Regions from separate parts of the Zea mays genome. Here region 1 is linked to region 2. Evidence: chromatin contacts called from public Hi-C data. All regions are on one chromosome and are shown on one strand. Each heading gives the region's core, a stretch centred on a gene start, on an enhancer-like site or on the middle of the called end of the contact. The rest is flanking DNA. Distances are from core to core; before and after follow the strand shown. Region 1 holds the start of LOC103626029. Region 2 holds the start of LOC100279806.

Region 1 (4,773 bases), core at 1,814-4,313, 230 kb after region 2:
GACATTACTTGTTTCATATTTATTTTTATATTTTCTCTTCTGATTCAGATCAGATACGAACATTAGTAAGTTGTTTTGGATAAGATTTGAATGAATATCGACATCGTAAATATTCAACTTTGAGAATACGAATATGGATAAAGTTTAGATACGGATCAGATACTAAGTATCTGGACTCAGATACAAATTAGATCCCAATCCTTTTTAGAATGATTAAATTCGAATAGGGACGGATAATTTACACCACTGTATTTAATACATATACATATATATATATTATGTTTGACGACAGGGATGGTAATTTAATCCGCAAACTCGAAACCTGGTGGGTTTCCAACCTCATGGGTGTGGGTATGGATGGAGATTTTTGACCCGTGGGTGCAACCCACACCCAACTCGAAGTTTCGTGGGTGTGGGTTTCTATTTCAACTCGCGGGTGTCTCGCACCCGACCTGAAACCTAGTTTATTCTTTATTTTATGCAAAAATAATTAAGATACAATAGTAATTATTTTGAATAAGTAAGTTGGATAATGTTTCATAGAATGTTTTGTTGTTGCTGAATGTGAGAGGGCTTAAAATACGTAGATATAACTAAATTAGTGTTGGTACTTGATTGCTTGTAAATGAATTATTGTTTAAAATGTGTATTGGGTAAAAACCCGCGGATGTCCCAAAACTCGACGGGTTTAGGTATGGGTTTGAAATTGCATCTGTGGGTGCGATCGTGGATAAATTTAGATAGACTTCATGGGTGCATTCACGAATGAGTTTTTGCTCCATCCGACCCATTGCTATCCCTAGACGACACCACCACGTCAGTCGTTGTGGTTGACCGCGCCATGACGGTAGGGATGGCAACGGATACATACCCATCGGATAGTACCATTCTATACTCGTACCCATAAAGATTGTACTCGTCAGTTTACCCATATATGCTCGCGGGTATAAAATCTTACCCATACCCGTATTCGCGCGGGTAATTTTACCCAACGAGTAATCCGTACCGCTAGGAAAGTCTTAAATTCTAATATACTAATCACTCAAAATATTAAATAAACATACAAAACAAGTTTAACTTCACATATAACAAATCAAATGATTACATAACTTGGTAGCTAGACAAATGATAGTTAGAGAAGGGTTTTTATTTTAGCTAAGATAGGCTCTATTAGATGGTTATAATGCTATTGATGCGGGTATATTTATTGATGCGATAGGGGTAGTACTAACCCGTATCCATCTACCCAACGCGTAGAGGTTGTTGCATATTAATATATCCGTGGGTAAAGAAATTATCCTATATCTATCTTCATATCGGTTAAAACCCGTGGAGTATTCGGGTTCCGGATACTCGTTGCCATCTCTACATTACGGTGGCCACTGGCCGACCCAGCTGAATCCGCGAGTTGGTCAACTAGGCCCTCTTTTTAGCCCATGCCGGCATCTGATTATGGCCCATGAGGTCATGATTACGAGGCTTCCATCTTAGAACTGGGCAGGACCATGAGCTTCCACGACGGCCCGGACCCAGGAGGCCCAGATCCTGGTATGCGCTTACCTGCCCCTCCTCTCTCTGTCTCTCTCGTGGTTCTACTGAACGAGCACTCGCCTGCGCTCTTCTCTCTCTCGTGGCGACGACTGGGTGACTGCCGGCGCCCCAGGCCTGAGGCTCCATCTTCGGGCCCTTCACTGGCTACGAGCACCACCTGGTACGCATACCCCTCCTCTTCCGTTCCTCCTGTACGAGCACCCTAACCCTAGTTTAAGATACTTGTAATCGGATCTGATCCAATTTCAGGTGTACTGGGTCCGATCCATCTGAGTCTGATCTTTTGTTTCTCGGGTTCCTGGCAGAGGATTATGGATTGGCTGGGGCAGAAGCGCGCGGAGATGCTGATGCAGGTGCTGCTGGTGGCGTCTGCTGTGGCGGCGTTCCTGGTGGGCTACGTGCGCGCGGACTTCCAGCTCATGCTGCTCGTCTACGCCGGCGGCGTCGTGCTCACAGCGCTCGTCACCGTCCCCAACTGGCCCTTCTTCAACCGTAACCCGCTTAAGTGGCTCGACGCTGCCGAGGCCGAGCGCCACCCGCGCCCCCAGGTCAGCGCCGGTGCGGCAGCAGGGGGAAAGAAGAAGTCCGGGAAGAACAAGTAATCGATCTTTCGGAGCGATATGTGTTCTTTGTCGATTTGACTCAAACCTATTTAAAGTTTTATTTCGCAGAACTAATCAATGATAAAAGAGCTAGAGGTGTTCGACAGTTTTGGTTGGTACTTAAAAATATGCAGTTGTAGCTGAAATTTAGCTTGCAATCTTGCACGCTACTTATCAGTTATATCTGCAATGATGATCTAACTAAAAGGATGGCGATATGCCTGGTTACACTCTTAGATTGACTTCGTCTGTAGCTTTATTAGCATTTTGTGGATGGGTTTTTGCTGTCTTCTTATGCATATCTGAAGATGTAGTGAGTTTTTTTTAGCAGAGATTGCATAGTTTCAGTTTGGTCCCTTGATTACGTTGCCTCCTTGACCATTTTTAGGTGGAGTGTTCATATCAGTGTCAGCCCTTTGTTGGAATTTAACTATTAAATTCATTCGTAATTCTCTTGTAGTGTTATAATCAAATGTGTAGGTTGCATGTAACCATAGGTATCCTACCAAATTTTGTGTTTGTGGACGGATGTTCTGCGGGGTTTTTTTTTGTGTGTCGATGCTATTTGGCATTGCTTATATCGGTTTCTTGTGTTGATGAACGCCGATGATTGTTTCCACTTAGTTGTCTGATTTACAATAGTTAACACGACACGACATCCATTCTACACATTATTACCTTAAACGTAGGAATCTGATGTAAACAAAAAAAAAAATTGCAGTAGCCTGTTGGATGGTATCAGCACCGGGCTTAAATACACAGTGAAATAGTCACCCAGTTGCCAGAAAACAAACTTACAAGCAATCAGGCAATATGTATATGCGCATACTAAAATAAGGAGCCGCTTTTAATCAATTACTGAATTTTGTTTTTACTTCTAGAGTTGCTTTGAAATTGAGTATTTTGATTGTTTTTTCACACTCTGTTTGGGATCGAGTGAGTGTCCTGCGGCGGTAATTTGTATCTTCTAGTGTGACTGTGTCTTATAGTATATGCATCATCAGTTTGCATAGAAATAGAATGGTATTTTTTATGAGGTACTCTGTATGTAAGAAATCGAGTGTCCAGCAATAAAAATGGTCTGGTACATTAGCACACTTCAAAGGTTGAGTAAGGAGATTGCACTTTTAGGTTAACCGTGCAAATGATATGGACCGAGCTCTAGAATGTAACTCAGATTCCAGAAAGAACAGCAAAGCACACATTATTGGTCACCGCCCACCAGTGGTGAGTATTGAAGGTTTGCATCTATTTCTAAGTAAATTGAATATGTATGAAACAACAACTGTCAACTGTAGTGCCTGGCACTTACACTTTATTAGTACTGTATAAAGTTTAGCACAATTACACGAAAAATGGGCATGGTATGGAATGGGGAGCTTGAGCATCGTGTGTTCAGTACACAGCGCTAAGTCAATTAAGCTGATTTGTCAGGGAAAGGAAAACAGGATCCCCTAAATTTTTAGGGTAGGGATTAGGGAAACTGTGACATGACGGATTCAGTTCATTGACCTAGTGGTAAGCTGAACCGGAGACCCCAAAAAAGAAAATGATTTGCCTGCTCTTCGTCGTCGACATGTCGATGCTGACGGTGAGGATCCCGTCGATCATCTATCGCCGTGGCGCGTGGTTTCTTCGTAGTCTAGTCCCTGGTAGTGGTAGTACACTGACGGAGACGACGCTAACGACCCCGACGACGGAGCTGTGCATCTCGCCAGTCGCAGATCCCAGCTCCGCAGCCTGCACCGTATTTATGACTTGTTCTGTTATTTCAATTATATGTGGATCGAAATATGTTGAAATAGATTGAAATGAATTCTGACTTGTTATGGATTTAAACCGACTCAATAACACCTAATCCGCATGGATTGACGGTGAAATGAACAAGCCCTTACAGCTTTTCGTTAATATTATTATTATACATGCACCAGCTGTCTGTCTGATCTGAGATAAGTAATTCAAGCACACCACCGTGAAAATGGAACTGAAGCAAGACATCGACAACTAGCTGAAGCAAAGCATGGAGTTGCCTAGCAACAACACTTACCATATAACCTGTCTGGGAGGCAACACCAAATCCGCTGCTGGATTACCCTCCCTCATCTCTCTGTCGTAACTCATATCCGTCCGTCCGTCCTTCCTACTAAAACTGAAACCTTTCTGAAAAGCACGCGCAAGTTACTTCCGTTCCGGCACAGGCGCCCCCCCATCATGCAGGCAGCAGCCGCGCCGCCGCTTCCACCGCCGCGCCGCCGCGTGTACACGGCGGTGGACCCGCGGTGCGAGTGGAGGAGCACGGAGGATGCGGACACCCTCGTCGTCGACGTGTCAGGTAAGGCAACACTGCCGATACGGCGAGACCGCACGTCGCACCAGAGAACCTGTCGCCTGCGCGGCTGCATGCGCCTTACGAACAACAAACGGTCTCTCTTCCACCCATTCAGGGTTCAAGAAGGACGAGCTGAAGGTCGTGTACAGCGTCCGGCGGAAGAAGCTGAAGGCCACCGGCGGGCGCCAGCCCGACGGCGCGCCCAGGCTGAAGGTCACCGGGGAGCGCAGGGCCGACGGCGGCCGGTGGGCGCGCTTCCTCAAGGTGGTCCCGGTGCCCAGGAGCTGCGAC
Region 2 (4,784 bases), core at 1,463-3,962:
CGTGCCTGCAACATCAACATGATCCTTCACAAATGTTCGAAGGCATCCGTTGATTACCCGAGGGGCACCACCATCACAAAATCGCTTTGCCAGATCTACTGCCTGAAAGGCAAGGGTCGAGAGCCGTTTATTCTACTAGTACTCAAAAATGGAAAGAGTAATAGCTATAACAAAACATGCAGGTGCGAGATTCGTAGAGTCAAAATATGGAGAAACTAATAAATATGGAGAAAATAAGCACCTCATTAATGACAACTTTGTGGGGTGTTCCTTTTGATGCCATCTCAGCCATAGCAATATGTAGAATGCAGAGCTCAAGAATCCTTGCCACAGGTTCATCCTGACCATGAAATTTTCCATGTACCAACAGCAGGTTATGCCATAAAACAGGACGCAAAAAACTAAATATTAAAATATATACAAACACATATTAGGACAACAGTTAAAAAACCGGTAGATTATAAACTGAAAGCAAAGTATATTGTGTTTCATATATTTTTTTTACTATAAAAACATCTGAGCTCTGGTAGTAGAAACAAATATAGAAACAAAGTGATTCAGATTAAGGAAGGTACATTCTTCAGATTATGTATCACTTCCTCATCCTTGGGGTGGCAAACAGAAATAACTAATTAACTATGCTAGAAAATTAATTCGTAATAAGGTAAGGCATTAGTCTAAAATAATTAAATAACAATGTGAGATCTCAATATTTCACTGCATGCTGAAACACAAGGCAGAAAATCATCCTTGATGGTCATACACTTCTGTTATGCATCATAGTGCTTGTTCACTATTTCAGTGCAATGAAAAACAGTGGTGTAATATACAGAATAAGGATATGTTCAAACCAAACTGTAAACAGCTTCTGGTATGCATCAGAGTGATTGTTCACTAGTACAGTGTAGTGTGAAAAACAGTGGTGTAATATACAGAATAAGTACATGTTTGAACCAGACTGCTGAACATATAAATAGTTTGATGCTGTGATGCATGTAGAAGGGATTGATGAATCAACATAGAAGATTAGGAAAAGGTATCTAACCTTCCAAGCCTGGGGAATTATTTTGTCGATGATAACCACATGCTTATCCCATCCACTGGCAACAGCCACTAAAAGTTCCCTGGACAACCTATACTTGAAAAACATCTAATCAGAAATGTAAGAGCAGCAGGACTAAATATTAAACAGAAAATTAAATTCTATCATATATCAGAACAGTGTGTCAATACCTAATGCCTTTAGTGGAATGGGGCAAGAAGGAAGGTATACCGTAATACATAGTTGTTGTAAACAAGTTTTGGAGGAGCTGAAAGTACATCTGCTTCTGAATATGGAAGGGAAACATGTCAAATTCTTTGCAGAAGAATAATCAAACATTGTTGGAACATATTTACACAAAAAGATGTGTGCGTTACTCAGTTGATTTCACAACAGACTTAAGATGTTGAATTTTTCAGGCTCAACTCATTATACCACTATTCTTAAAAGTGACAATTGACGACCTAGCCTGACTAGGTGGTACCTAGGCATTGGCCACTATACCTAATTAAGCGTTGAACTTGTGCGCTTTGAAAAGCTTCTGGATATATAGAGTTCCATCTTAAAATCCTGGGAGAGAAAAATGGAGATATGTCCAAATTTACAAACAGCAATTTATGATTTCAGCTGTAACCGCGTTAACATATAGGAGTACTTCGTAGAATAATACTTTCTCCATTCTTTTTTTTATTTCTCGTGTTTTACTTCAAAAATGATCTAGCCGTCGACAAATATTCGATAATGGAGGTAGTACAATCTTGAACCAGAAGTTGCGTGGAATGTTACCGTTGGCTGAATCCTTATCGTTCTGACTGGCCAGCTTCTCAGCCTCCTGCTCCGTTCCAACCTCGAGCGGTCCCCCGCCAAAGCTCATATGGTTGTAATTCAATAGGCATGCCTTGTTGAAAACAAACCCGGGTTCTGAGCAAGCGTGTTGAAACCGAAATAAGAGGACAAACAGCAAGTAAAATGTATCCGTGGAACGCCAGGAACCCATGAGTTTTCACTGATGCAAGGAGGTATTCAACCAAGCAAATCGACGAGCTGATCCTTGAAACAAATGCACGAAGAAGAGGCGCTGGGGGGAAGAATCCTGACCTCGCCTTGCGCTGATCCTGCGATCGAAGAGCCGGACAACATCGGTTCCCTCCAGACACGCGGCGTAGGAAATCATCCTGCGACACGAGACGCGGAAGCAGCGGTTTCACCTCCAGCAGCAAAGAACCACAGCCGAAGCCCAACTCCAACGCAGCACAGAAGAAGATAAACCGAAGTACGTAGGAGCTGAAGCTGGGGAAACGCCGGGACTCACAGCGCGAGTTCCCGTGCGGCGCGGGGGCTGCAGAAGCGGCCGGAGCGGTCGACCTTGGCGTGCGCGGGGTTGTGCGTGCCGGAGTCCTCCGGCGGTGGCGGGCTGGAGACCACCAGCGGCGCGCGGGAGGAGGCGACGGCGCGGGGCGGGGGCGGCGCCGCGAGCACCCGGGCGCGCCGCGAGGCCAGGCCCGCGAGGGGAAGGCTGGGTCTAGCCCCCGCGGAGGGAGACGAGGACGGGGAGAAGGCGCGGGCGGATGGTGCCGCTTCCATTTCGTCCGGCGCGTGCCCGCCGCCAATCCGAAGTGATTGAGCTTGAGCTCGAAATGGAGAGGACAAGGAACGAGATGTGGGGAGGTGTTAACGAGGGGATAAGGTGCTGTTGGGTCGCTTTGCTTGCGGGAACACAGTTCGGCCGAGATCCGCCATCTTGCCTCTTGCGCCGTCATTCGTCATCGGCTACCACGGACCGGACGGCTTCTTGCCTTGGGCCGAAAATAAAGGAACTGCAGGCGTTGGCTAACTGACCAGTGACCGGAGTATAACCGACGGCGACGGCGACGGCGAGTCACTCTCCGGATTGGCGGACTTTTCTGTCCCCGGCCCTGCCCCAAAACTGGCTGGCGTGCTGCGTGCATTGGTGCATCGCTAGCAGGGCCATCGCCCATCGGCGCTGGGAGTCTGGAGCGAGACCAGATGACGTCGACGGGGAAGAAGGCCGGGCAGAACGATCGACGATGGACACGCACCAATGCACGGAACAGAGATGCTGGAGGCCGGTGGTCAGTCTTCGGTGCATCACTTGTGCACTTCCGCTCGCCGGCGTGCGTCCGTCGACGCCTTTGCCGGATCCGGCCGGCCGTCACGGTCATGCATGCACCATGGCCGAGCGTCTAATCTAGTAGAGCAGTAAATTGTTTTAGCATAGGTTTCATTTGGAGGAGATCAAATAACTAGAATAGCAAAATCACGCAAAATGCTCCGGTTTATCTATAGTATTTATGCCAATTTATAGAAATGAAGGTGGTTCCAAACATACTAGTTTATGATTTAGTTTATATAAATTAGATTTTCAGTTTCTTAAAAAACAAGAAGCTGGTCTCTCTTAGCTAAAAGATAATGGATCTATTTAAAAACATCTAGTTTTTAAGAAATTGGTTTATAAAAATTGAGTTGGTTCCAAACATACCAATTTATACCTCAGTTTATAGAAATTAGATTCTCAGTTTCTTAAAAACCAGAAATTCGGTTCTTCCTAGCTAAAAAATAAAAATTGATTTCTTAAAAGCTCGGCAAATGTTGACACTTATCCTTACTTAAGAATCCAAACTATAATTTTTACCTTCTGTACAAGCTTATGATATTATGTATGAGTATTTATGATATTATGTATGAGTATGTAGCAGAGGTTTCATGTCTATGATAGCTGATGATGTAATTCTTATTTTACTTGGTTTAAGGGTCAATTTAGGTTAGCTTCTTGGAAAAGCTCTGAAGAATTATGTACGCTGTTGGGGTGAAGGCGAACGCGCTACCCTTCACTCGAAGTCTTCGTCGCCTCCTTTCATCGACGATGTCTACATCCACAGCACGCCCGAACAAGCCGCGAGCGCCGCCTAAATGAGGACCGGCTCGGCCCCCCTTCGCTCTCTCCGTTGCAAGCCGAAGGCTCCGTCGAAGTCTACGGGGCCCACGTCCTCACCGCGTCGAGAGGCCCAAGTAGGATTAGGCCCGCTACGACAGGCCCCGCGCGGGTAAACTTGTTACGTGCCACGTCTGTAATAGCTTTTTCTGTAATGACAGACTGTAATTCCTCTTGTGGGAATATTCTGGGGATAGACCGGGTACTCGAGGACATAAACGTCTTTGACAAAGGACGGGTGGCCACTCGAGTGCCTATAAATACTCCCGTACAGTGCCCTTGCGTGGCCAGATTAACAGAGCTTTTGCCATCTCACGTTAAACTTTGCTCGGTCTCTTTCCACTTCCCCGTTGGATCTACTTGCCTAGGAGAGCAGGTTCTAACATTTGGCGCCCACCGTTCGTGCTACGAAAAACAACCCGCGATGGCCCCCAAGCGAGCTAGTTCGAAGGCAGACCCATCCATCGACGAAGCAGCGAAGGCAGCGCTGCTGGCTGAGAAAAAAGGCAAGGCCCTCGCGAACAACACCCCCCCAAAAAGCCTTCGAAGATGAAGCTGTCAGCAAAAGACAGCGCCAAGACCACCCCACTCTAGAAGGCACCCTGTGCACCTGCAGCTCCGGAGGCGTACCGCAAGCACCACCACCAGGCTTCGCTCCAACAGAGGGTGAAGACGCAATAGAGGACGACGAGGTCATCGGCATATCAGCTGAAGACCAGCTACAGTTGTGGGCCCTACGTATCAAGAACCACAACCTACAAAAGCAGAAAGACACCCTCGAGGCCAAGT

The links. A called contact is a pair of places that touch in the nucleus more often than the background predicts.
Region 1: a contact with region 2 is called in a Hi-C map of leaf, with 5 times the contacts expected there. The contact joins the promoter of LOC103626029 here to the promoter of LOC100279806 in region 2. A contact is called at or near these places in 8 of 25 Hi-C or Micro-C datasets (bundle sheath, ear, endosperm and 2 more).

What each region holds. Positions count from the first base shown.
Region 1 is chr5:16,263,168-16,267,940 of Zm-B73-REFERENCE-NAM-5.0, forward strand. LOC103626029 reads left to right here and starts at 3,064. Exons shown (of 2, transcript XM_008646414.4): 1 at 3,064-4,485; 2 at 4,598-4,773. The coding sequence starts at 4,365. LOC100285983 reads left to right here and starts at 1,484. Exons shown (of 2, transcript NM_001413950.1): 1 at 1,484-1,711; 2 at 1,801-2,739. The coding sequence starts at 1,863. The coding sequence ends at 2,153.
Region 2 is chr5:16,036,700-16,041,483 of Zm-B73-REFERENCE-NAM-5.0, forward strand. LOC100279806 reads right to left here and starts at 2,713. Exons shown (of 7, transcript NM_001384183.1): 1 at 2,355-2,713; 2 at 2,141-2,217; 3 at 1,829-1,963; 4 at 1,274-1,328; 5 at 1,046-1,133; 6 at 242-340; 7 at 1-102. The coding sequence starts at 2,626.